Regions from separate parts of the Danio rerio genome. Here region 1 is linked to region 2. A link is a contact called in public Hi-C data. All regions are on one chromosome and are shown on one strand. Each heading gives the region's core, a stretch centred on a gene start, on an enhancer-like site or on the middle of the called end of the contact. The rest is flanking DNA. Distances are from core to core; before and after follow the strand shown.

Evidence for each region. Hi-C and Micro-C count contacts between places; a contact is called where the count stands out from the background.
Region 1: a contact with region 2 is called in a Hi-C map of embryo, with 2.7 times the contacts expected there. The contact joins the enhancer-like site here to the promoter of tmem267 in region 2. A contact is called at or near these places in 5 of 18 Hi-C or Micro-C datasets (caudal fin, embryo, fibroblasts and 2 more) and 1 of 4 datasets of contacts at active chromatin or transcription factors (caudal fin).

Annotation. Positions count from the first base shown.
Region 1 is chr10:15,610,995-15,615,509 of GRCz12tu, forward strand. No RefSeq gene overlaps it. Among named protein-coding and RNA genes, the nearest start is that of il11ra, 17 kb to the left of the region's middle. Within about 2 kb of position 2,462, at least 3 of the 62 cell types and tissues checked have an H3K27ac peak or open chromatin away from gene starts, as enhancers often do.
Region 2 is chr10:15,475,468-15,479,658 of GRCz12tu, forward strand. tmem267 (transmembrane protein 267) reads left to right here and starts at 2,859. Exons shown (of 3, transcript NM_001003574.2): 1 at 2,859-2,932.

The sequences.
Region 1 (4,515 bases), core at 1,212-3,711, 140 kb after region 2:
TATTAAAAATTTAAAAGTTTATCCTTAATATTTTTTGAGAATACAGACTATAATTACATAACTGGTCAAATAAATAAATAAATAAATAAATGATTGATCGATTAACAAACATAATTCAAGCCTAAGAAAACAGGCAACTCTAAAGATCTGCTTACAATGTATTAAAAATATTTAGCAAACAGACAATAAACTAATAAATAAGTGAACAACTAAAACAAACAAACAAATAAACAAACAAACAAACAAATGATTGACAAATTTTATTCAAGCCCAAAGAAAAATGAAGGGCTCTATTTTAACAATCCATGCGCAAAGTGCAAAGTGTAGGGCGCAAACGCATTAAGGGCATGTCACAATCCACTTTTGCAAATTTAAGATGGAAAAATTCGCTTTTCGCTTATTTTCTCAATGAGTTATAGGTTGAGAATAAACCAATCAGAATCTCATCTCCCATTTCCTTTGAAGCTGCGGTCACACCAGAGTTTGAGTTTGTGAAATTCTGTCGTACAGCTCTGCGAAAAGGGGCGGGATTAAACAAGTTTATTAGACATTTAAAAAAGCAAGCAATTGCTCCATTTTTTAAATTTCTGTCCAGAGATGTCATTTTTAATCCTCGATTGGTGTCACACAGTCAAGTGATGCGATTTCGCAGGTCAGAGTTCACCAAGCTTGAATTTTACACCGCAGCAACCTGCGAAACTTGACGCATGACCCTGCATTTCCGGTCTGACGCATTTGAGTGCTTATGAATGGAAGTCTATGGAAGGAAGAGCCCAGTGTGACTGCAGCTTAAGAGTTGCGTCGCGCCATGGTGCATTTGCTTATTACATGACGTAAAGTAAGTGTTAGTGGAAAAACTGAGCATTTCACTAGCAAGAAAAGTTAAACAGAGCATCTATAGCACGAGAATGAGAGATAAATTATTAAATTTAACTTTTGCTCTCATGGACAGAGAAACCTTCTACGCATAGACATCAATTAGCCTATAAATGATTTATTTTGTTTGTTAAGCACAAATATTTTAAAACTTTTTCTTCTAATTTCCAGCAAACGAATTAATGAACAATAATAACAAAGTGTGGTCAAAAAGTTATATCCTAATACTAATGCTGTGACCCATATGGTCTAAAACCTGACAGGTGGGCAAATCTAAGCTTGTTTTTAATAAAACAAATATAAATAAACATATAATAAATAATACTGCTAGTAATAATAATAACATTATGCAAAAGCCCTTTTAAGACGCCTATGGGCCTATGGGCGCACATATGAGCGCAAATGCATTTGCTATATAAACAGCATGGCGCAAAACGTCAAAACGACTCTTGCACCAAGCTGAATCTAGCAAACAACAATTGGGTTGCGCCTTGTGCCATATTGTGCCAGGTGTATGATAGGGCCCAATATATTAATATATCATAATAACGCAGTGTATTAAAATAAAACAGTTTATCCTTAGTATTTTTGAATTTTTTTTGCCTACAGACAACAATATTGTCAAAATAATGCCAGCACGACTAAAAACAATGTGCCTTGCCGCTTTGAATGAGAAATGTTTTGACTACATTGTTTCCTTTAAAAAAGGTTGAAAAATGCGAAGTATCACATTGTTATGTAAACATACACTAAGATCATTACAAATAACATTGCTGAACACATATCATGTAACCAGCTGCTTCATATTTTTTGTATATGACGTTGTATACCAATAACAATACTACAAAAATGGATGGACAAAAAACTGTTCTGTCTGTGTTAAACAGTACGGCCTCCTTTAATCAGCTATATAAAACAAAGTGAGTAGAAAAGTTAAACAAAGAATATCTACTGTACTTTGATCCCAATGAATGCAGGGAACACTGATTAACGAAATGATAATATTATTATTTTTTTAATTAATGACGCTTATTAACAATTATAGTCATATAATTATATGATTGGACTTTAATTTCTCATTCCCCTTTTTTAACTCCTTTTTTATGAACTTTTATTGAAGTTTTCAAGTCCTTTCTCCAGCCTTTTCCATTTCTCCAAGCATTTGTTTTTCCATTTCTAAAGTACCATGGTATAATTGCTGGTGGATAATAATGATTTAAAAGCTTTAATCTCTAAAATCACAGAGTGGAGAATTAAATGAATGTTTTCCCAGTGTTAAACATTACTGAAACATGTTGCATCTTGACAGTCGCTGGAGCACATGTATCTCACAGATATGAATTTAATACGCAATGGTAGCTACTCAGGATGATATTTTTGTGTTTACAGTCTTTAACTTGTTGTCCATCCCAGATGTAACATCTGAAGTCTGTAATCTGAGCAAGAGAACCAGATGCTCCAGATGTCTGGCCACATCAACATCCCCACAAATATGTTACCCAATATATATTAATCTTCAAATGGCGCTGTGGCCTCTAAACTGAAAACTCAGACATCACTCAAAAATGTTGGCTAATCATATATTGCAGTTTGATTTCAGATCAGCATTTGAGGTGAGTTTCGTTCTTGTAGAAAGAATAACACAATTTACAGCTTTAGTTACAATATACAATCTTATTTTATTTTGAGTCCCTAAAACCATAAATATCGCACACTGTAATCATGGTGGACAAGTGTTAGAGTCATTAGCCATTTGAATTTCAAGCGTTGGTTTTACATTTTAGTGGAAGTTTATTTACTTTGAATACACTCATTTGATACATGATTTTTAATACTGAACAGTCCTTGACTTACAGTGGGTTTTCTGAACAGTTGTATGGCGACCTCTTCTGGACATAGCTTATAAAATACATTTTAGCCTAACTCAGTAAAGAGTGTTCTATTTAAAATGTAAAGAGCGTGGTGTTTTAAACATACTCTATTGTTAAAGACATTATTACATATAAAAATATTGTGTTTGATCAATATTGATATGATTAAAACCACTGGTAATTTGCTGCATGTTACAACCTCTAAATCTAATTGAACAAATTGTCTTCCAGCTTTTTTCAGTAACGAACAAGCATTTGTCCAACCAGTTTTCACATTTTCAAAATTCTATTCACAATTAGAAGAGCATCAGTCTTTTGTGGCCATATCATTCACACATTTCATGTCGTTTTCACCCAGTATGCAGTCAGTTAACATCTACACAATGTTTACATTTTCTTAACAGACAAGCTACCTCCCAACAAAACGATAGATTGTTTTTGTAGCATTTACGAATGTTAACACACATCCCACAATAGCAAAAACAATATTCCAAACCTTAAATACAGTACAAAAATATCTGCTTCTGCAATGATATCAGTTCAAAAACAATATCAAAAATATATCTTAGCTGATAATTAACAAACAAGTGCATAATTGACACACAACTGATTTATGTTGGGTAAATTGGCCCAACCACAACTGACTCCAGTCTGGGTTGGAATCTATTACATTTACAAATATACAGTAAAAGGAAGACTTTGAGGAGTGATGTTGATGAAAACATGTGGCCTAACCCTAGTAGCAAAGAATTCTGGCCCAGATTTGGCATAAAGCTGGCACAGCAGGCATTCATCCGGCACTGGCATACAGCATGTGGCCAAACATGGCCCGGGTTTGGCAGAGGCGGCACCGTCTTTAAGGCGGCACACAAGATTTGGGCCAGATGAAAAACGTAGTATTTGGCCCAGATTTAAAAATTTGATAAGTGGGCCATGTGAGTTTGGCCAGTCTTGACCCACATTTAAAATACACTAAAATCATTTTTGAGTAAAGAAAAAAAAATCTACCAATCAGGTCACTTTGAGAAAAAGTGTGCCCATAGTGTGCCTAAAGCGCATAACTCCATGGGTTTATCAATTTCATTGGAATCGTGACACACCAACCTATCTGGCACAGTTCAGGCCCAGTTACGAGTTATTAACTTGGCTGAGACTTGGCCCAGATATGGTCCGTGTTTGGCCCTTGTCTGGAAGCCAGATTTGGTCCAGTCATGTACCGTAATTCACTGCAGCATGTGGGCCAAGCAAAACCTGATTGTGTGGGCCAGAGCTGGGCCAGAGATATTTTGCTATGTGGGAACCCTGAACATCACAGAGATTAGAAATAGTCATTTTGTGCTTTTTTGTTAGATTTCCAGTGTTTTGGTAAAGTGCATGCAGAAACATGTGCTCTATTATGAAATGAAGAGTTAGTATATATTCAACAAAATTTATTTTTGAGAAGAAAATTATCAATTTGGCCTGTTGTGTTTTGTAGGTGTGAGTCTGTGTTAAGAGTTTAGAAAATATGGGTAAGCACTTGTTAGCGATTGAAAAAAACTGTAAGAGTTTAGAAAAAGTATCTGATGTATATGGGTAGGCGATTGTTAGCGACTAAACAAAAACTGTAAGACAGAGGATAGAGGCGACCTAGGTGCATAGGACCTAGGGCGGCAGAATAGAGACGGTGACGTCTGCAACACTACCCTCACCACCCTCAGTTATAACCGCGTCCCCGACACTACCTTCAGGCAGAATAGAGAGGGTTGGGGTTGAGGGCGGCGTGACC
Region 2 (4,191 bases), core at 1,609-4,108:
CTCCCTCCATACATCTATCAATCCCAGTTTCATCAACAGTTTTTTAGTTACCCTTGCTCTAGGGGTTAGCCTCCTTAATGTATTAGTGGAATCAAGCTTAGGTTGCATCTGGGCATTCCAGTCTCCTCCACATATCAAAACTCCTGATGCCTCAGAAGCTATTAATTGAAAAACTTCCCTTATGCAGAAGTTGTCTTGCTCAGGGGGTATATACACATTAATTAACGTAACTTCTTTTTGATCTAAGAGACCCTTAACAAGAACATATCGACCCTCTTTGTCTGTAAATTCAGCAAGCAGGCGGAAGTTCACACAGTTAGAGATTAATATTGCTACCCCTCTTCGTTTTCCCTTCCTGTAAGATGAATAAAATACGTTCTTAAACCCTTTTTGTTTTAATTTTTCGTGTTCTAGATTATTAAGATGCGTCTCCTGCATAAATATAACATGCAACTTTTCCTTTTTCATCTTTGCGATAACCTTGCTTCTTTTGATTGGATTGTATAAACCATTTACATTAAGGGTAATCACCCTATATTCCTGAAACTGCATGTGATCATGTTATAAAACACTTTCTGTAAGGTATATGTTATTGGTGACCTAGTCTGAACTACATATGAACTATATACAATAAAATAAGAACCCTTGACTTTACAGTCGGAAATAACAGCTAAACAGAATGCATAGAGAGACCTCCATTCGAAGTAACAAACAGTTCTTACTTCTTATTGTAGGGGAATAGTCTAGATAAATACCAGAGCCCCTCTTCAGTGCAGCCTTAAGTGCCCTTTAGGGTATTCTGCGTGCAATAAAAAAAAAAAATATATATATATATATATATATATATATATATATATATATATATATATATATATATATATATATATATATATATATATATGTTCCCGTGTTTGTCGGTCAACTACGTTATTTACTAAGGGCGATTTTACCTGTTGCAGATCAACAGAAAAATAATTGAGGTAAGTAGGATAACAGCAACAGCCTACATGAGATAACAGTCTTAGAGTAGTAACGTTAGGGGGAAGAAAAAAAAGAATTCAGTCTTACTCCATCCCGTTGCGGGTGTTCGCAGCTGTCGCCTGGCACACACTAAAATGTCCATAACAAACAGCTGGTTCCTTCACCAACTGTATAGTTTACAGTCATTTGTCACTCGTATCTAACAAACCATAAACCTTTAAATTTATCTTGGTCGGCGAAAAATTCCGGAGCCTCACTTTAATCCAATCCTGACAGGTCTGCCAGTTTGTCGTATTCGTGGAGCGTTGCCAGCCGGTCGTCCGCGCTTTGCTCAAAACCTCATCTTCTGAAGATGTCTCGCGGCCGAACTGGAAGCCCCTTTTCTTCATGTCCTCGGTCGCTTCGTCTGCGCTTCCATAGGTGATCGGCCCACCGTCAAAGAAAACTCGCAGTTTTGCTGGCGGCGGTGTTTGGGTCTTTGTGTATCCTCCTGATCTGAGAGTATGCCTTTCTTTTCGCCAAGGTTTCAGCAGGGTAGTCATGATCAAAATAGATCCTGCTGTTGTTGTGAAAGATTTCCTTTTTCTTCCACGCAGTGTGCAGAACCATTTCCTTAACTTTGAATTCTTGAAAGTACACAATCACCGATCTTGAGTCTTGGTCAGAGCGCTCTGTGGCATCTTTGAATCCTGAGTTCAATATCAGCGAGGTCCAGTTCTTTTTTAATAAGATTATCAATGAATTGGTACATGTTGTTATTTTCAGCGCCTTCCGAGATCCCGTAAATGCTAACATTATTACGTCTCGAGCGTGCCTCCAGGTCCGTTAACTTCATCTGCATTTTTTTCTGGGCTTGTAGTGACTGGCTCAGAGCTTCTCTGAAGTCCGTGGACCACTCCTCGGCTTCGGCGATGCGGGCCTCGGCCTCACTAACTCTGTCAGTTGTAGTTTTTAGATTGGTTGTGATTTCGTTTAGCGTCTGATAAATTTCCTTTCGAAAGTCCACTAATTCTCTTTTCAGATCGTCTCGGAAGTTGTTTAGCTCTGACTTCATCTCCAAGGCCATCATCTTTATATCTGCGCGGATGGCCGCGACGCTATCATCCACTGTTGCTAATTTTAGATTTTCCTCTTGTCCGCCATTACGGTCTCCTTGTTCCTCAGCCACGGCGGTATCCTCTAAATTACTACCTTTATCCGCTTTCCCGAGCTGTTTTCCTTTGCCCTTTTTGATCTTCTCCCCTTCCGTCATTAAATTCGATCAATAACTAAGTTTTAATTGTATTGTTTGGGGAATTAATCTCCGACCGAACGGGAGACAAAAAGTTAAGCGGCCATGCGCTTCAGTTAACTGCCGGAAGTCCCCAAAAAGTTTTGTACTTTGTGTTTTAAATTGGTTTGGAGTAAATCTTTGTTACAGTTAAATATCATTCTTTTTCCTTTCAGCTTAGTCCCTTTATGCAACAGCGGAATAAACCCCCAACTTATCCTGTTAAATAATGCAAGAATAAGCTATGACATAAAATTAATATGACATTTAATCAAATTATTTTTTTATTATTATTTAAGTTACTTTTTTATTATTCTGTTAAAGTTTCTTTATGACACAACAAAAACTCTTATTTTGCATTTTAAAAAACTTGTCATAAAACTTATTTAAAAAATTATACTGAACTTTTATCACATGCAGTATCAGCAAATGTGCACATTATCTACAATTTTTTTTGCATTTTTGAATCAAATGACGCAACGAAATCTCGTTTACAGAAATTTGTTTACTTTTGTGGTTTGATGATACGCGCTCCGAATGACCGAGTCACTTGTTTTAAACAAACGATTCGCAAAGATTTCAAAGCTTTACGAAGCAGTAAGGAACCGATTCAGTGATTCGCGATTCAAACATTACAAGAGAACAAACAGTCCGTCAGACCGGTGAGGGGAATGAGATGAGGTGAGGAAACAGTACCTATTAGTGCCTTATTTTGGTCATTGTAGCCATGTCTAAAACTAGAGGAGAACAGTGCCGTTGAATCAGTTTATGCGGACGTTGTTATGTTGGCTAATAAATTTAATGTACCTTGAGCTATGGATTAGCTGATAAGCTAGTTAGCTTCAAAGCTAATACTCTTTTTATTAAACCTTGCTAGACCAAGATATCCAATTGTACCAACAATAGAGTAATTTGAATTTATTTTATAGTACACGCAGAATATCAGTGTTATTTTGCTAAAAATAAGACTTAAAACAATCACGTTAAATGTTAAATATCTCGACAGGCTGCATGCCTTCATTATTTAATGCATTCATTATGAAATGTAACGTTTTCGTTTAGATTCTTTTTCTTAGTAAACCTGTAACGGGTTGACTTTCTCCCCACTGTTTGAAGGTTTACACGTTGTTTTTAAGAGCGTCTTTGAGTAAATAAATATTTATGTAAGTAACAGTTACATATGTGTACACCTAACTCTGGTGACCATTTAATTAACAATTTGTTGTCATAGTCATGAAATATCATGGAGTCATCATTCACTGATCTGTGCTTAGTCATTTTTATATTTATGAAATACTGCCATTACATCTGCTTTTATAAATAAACAGAACCTTGGTGTACTGAATAATTTACCTCAAAATTATAATAAATAGTTAATTCACACTTACGCACAGGCCATTAAATATGTAGTTGAATATGTAATATGTAGTTTTTATTCATTTATTTATTTAGTCAGCAGAACGTTAAAGAAGATTTTTAGCTTAAATCATGGTCCTTGGTAATTTATACTATACAAGTTACAGTCTACCAGCAATTTTAGAGACAAAACGGTTTGTGGTTAAAACAAAATAAAAAGCACATTGTAGTCCTGTGAAGTCTGTGCAAAAAACATAACTTTTATTTATGCATTTCTCTTTTTTACAATTTTATGACTTTTAATCCACATCATAAGCTCATTGGCCTCTTCTTAATTAAAAAAAGAAAATCACTGAACATACTTTTATTAAGGTTTGTTTTTGATAATGTTATATATATTTTTTTACTTTTTAGAAAATTATAACAACATTGTCCTAATATTCCCTTTTAGTGAATTGTTAAAAAAGACAACTTTTTTTTTCTTTTTTGCTTTTACATTATTATGCTTGACAAATCTTTCCAATATCTAAAATACCACCAGCAATTATTTAATAAAAAAACATTTATAACGTTTATAAATAATT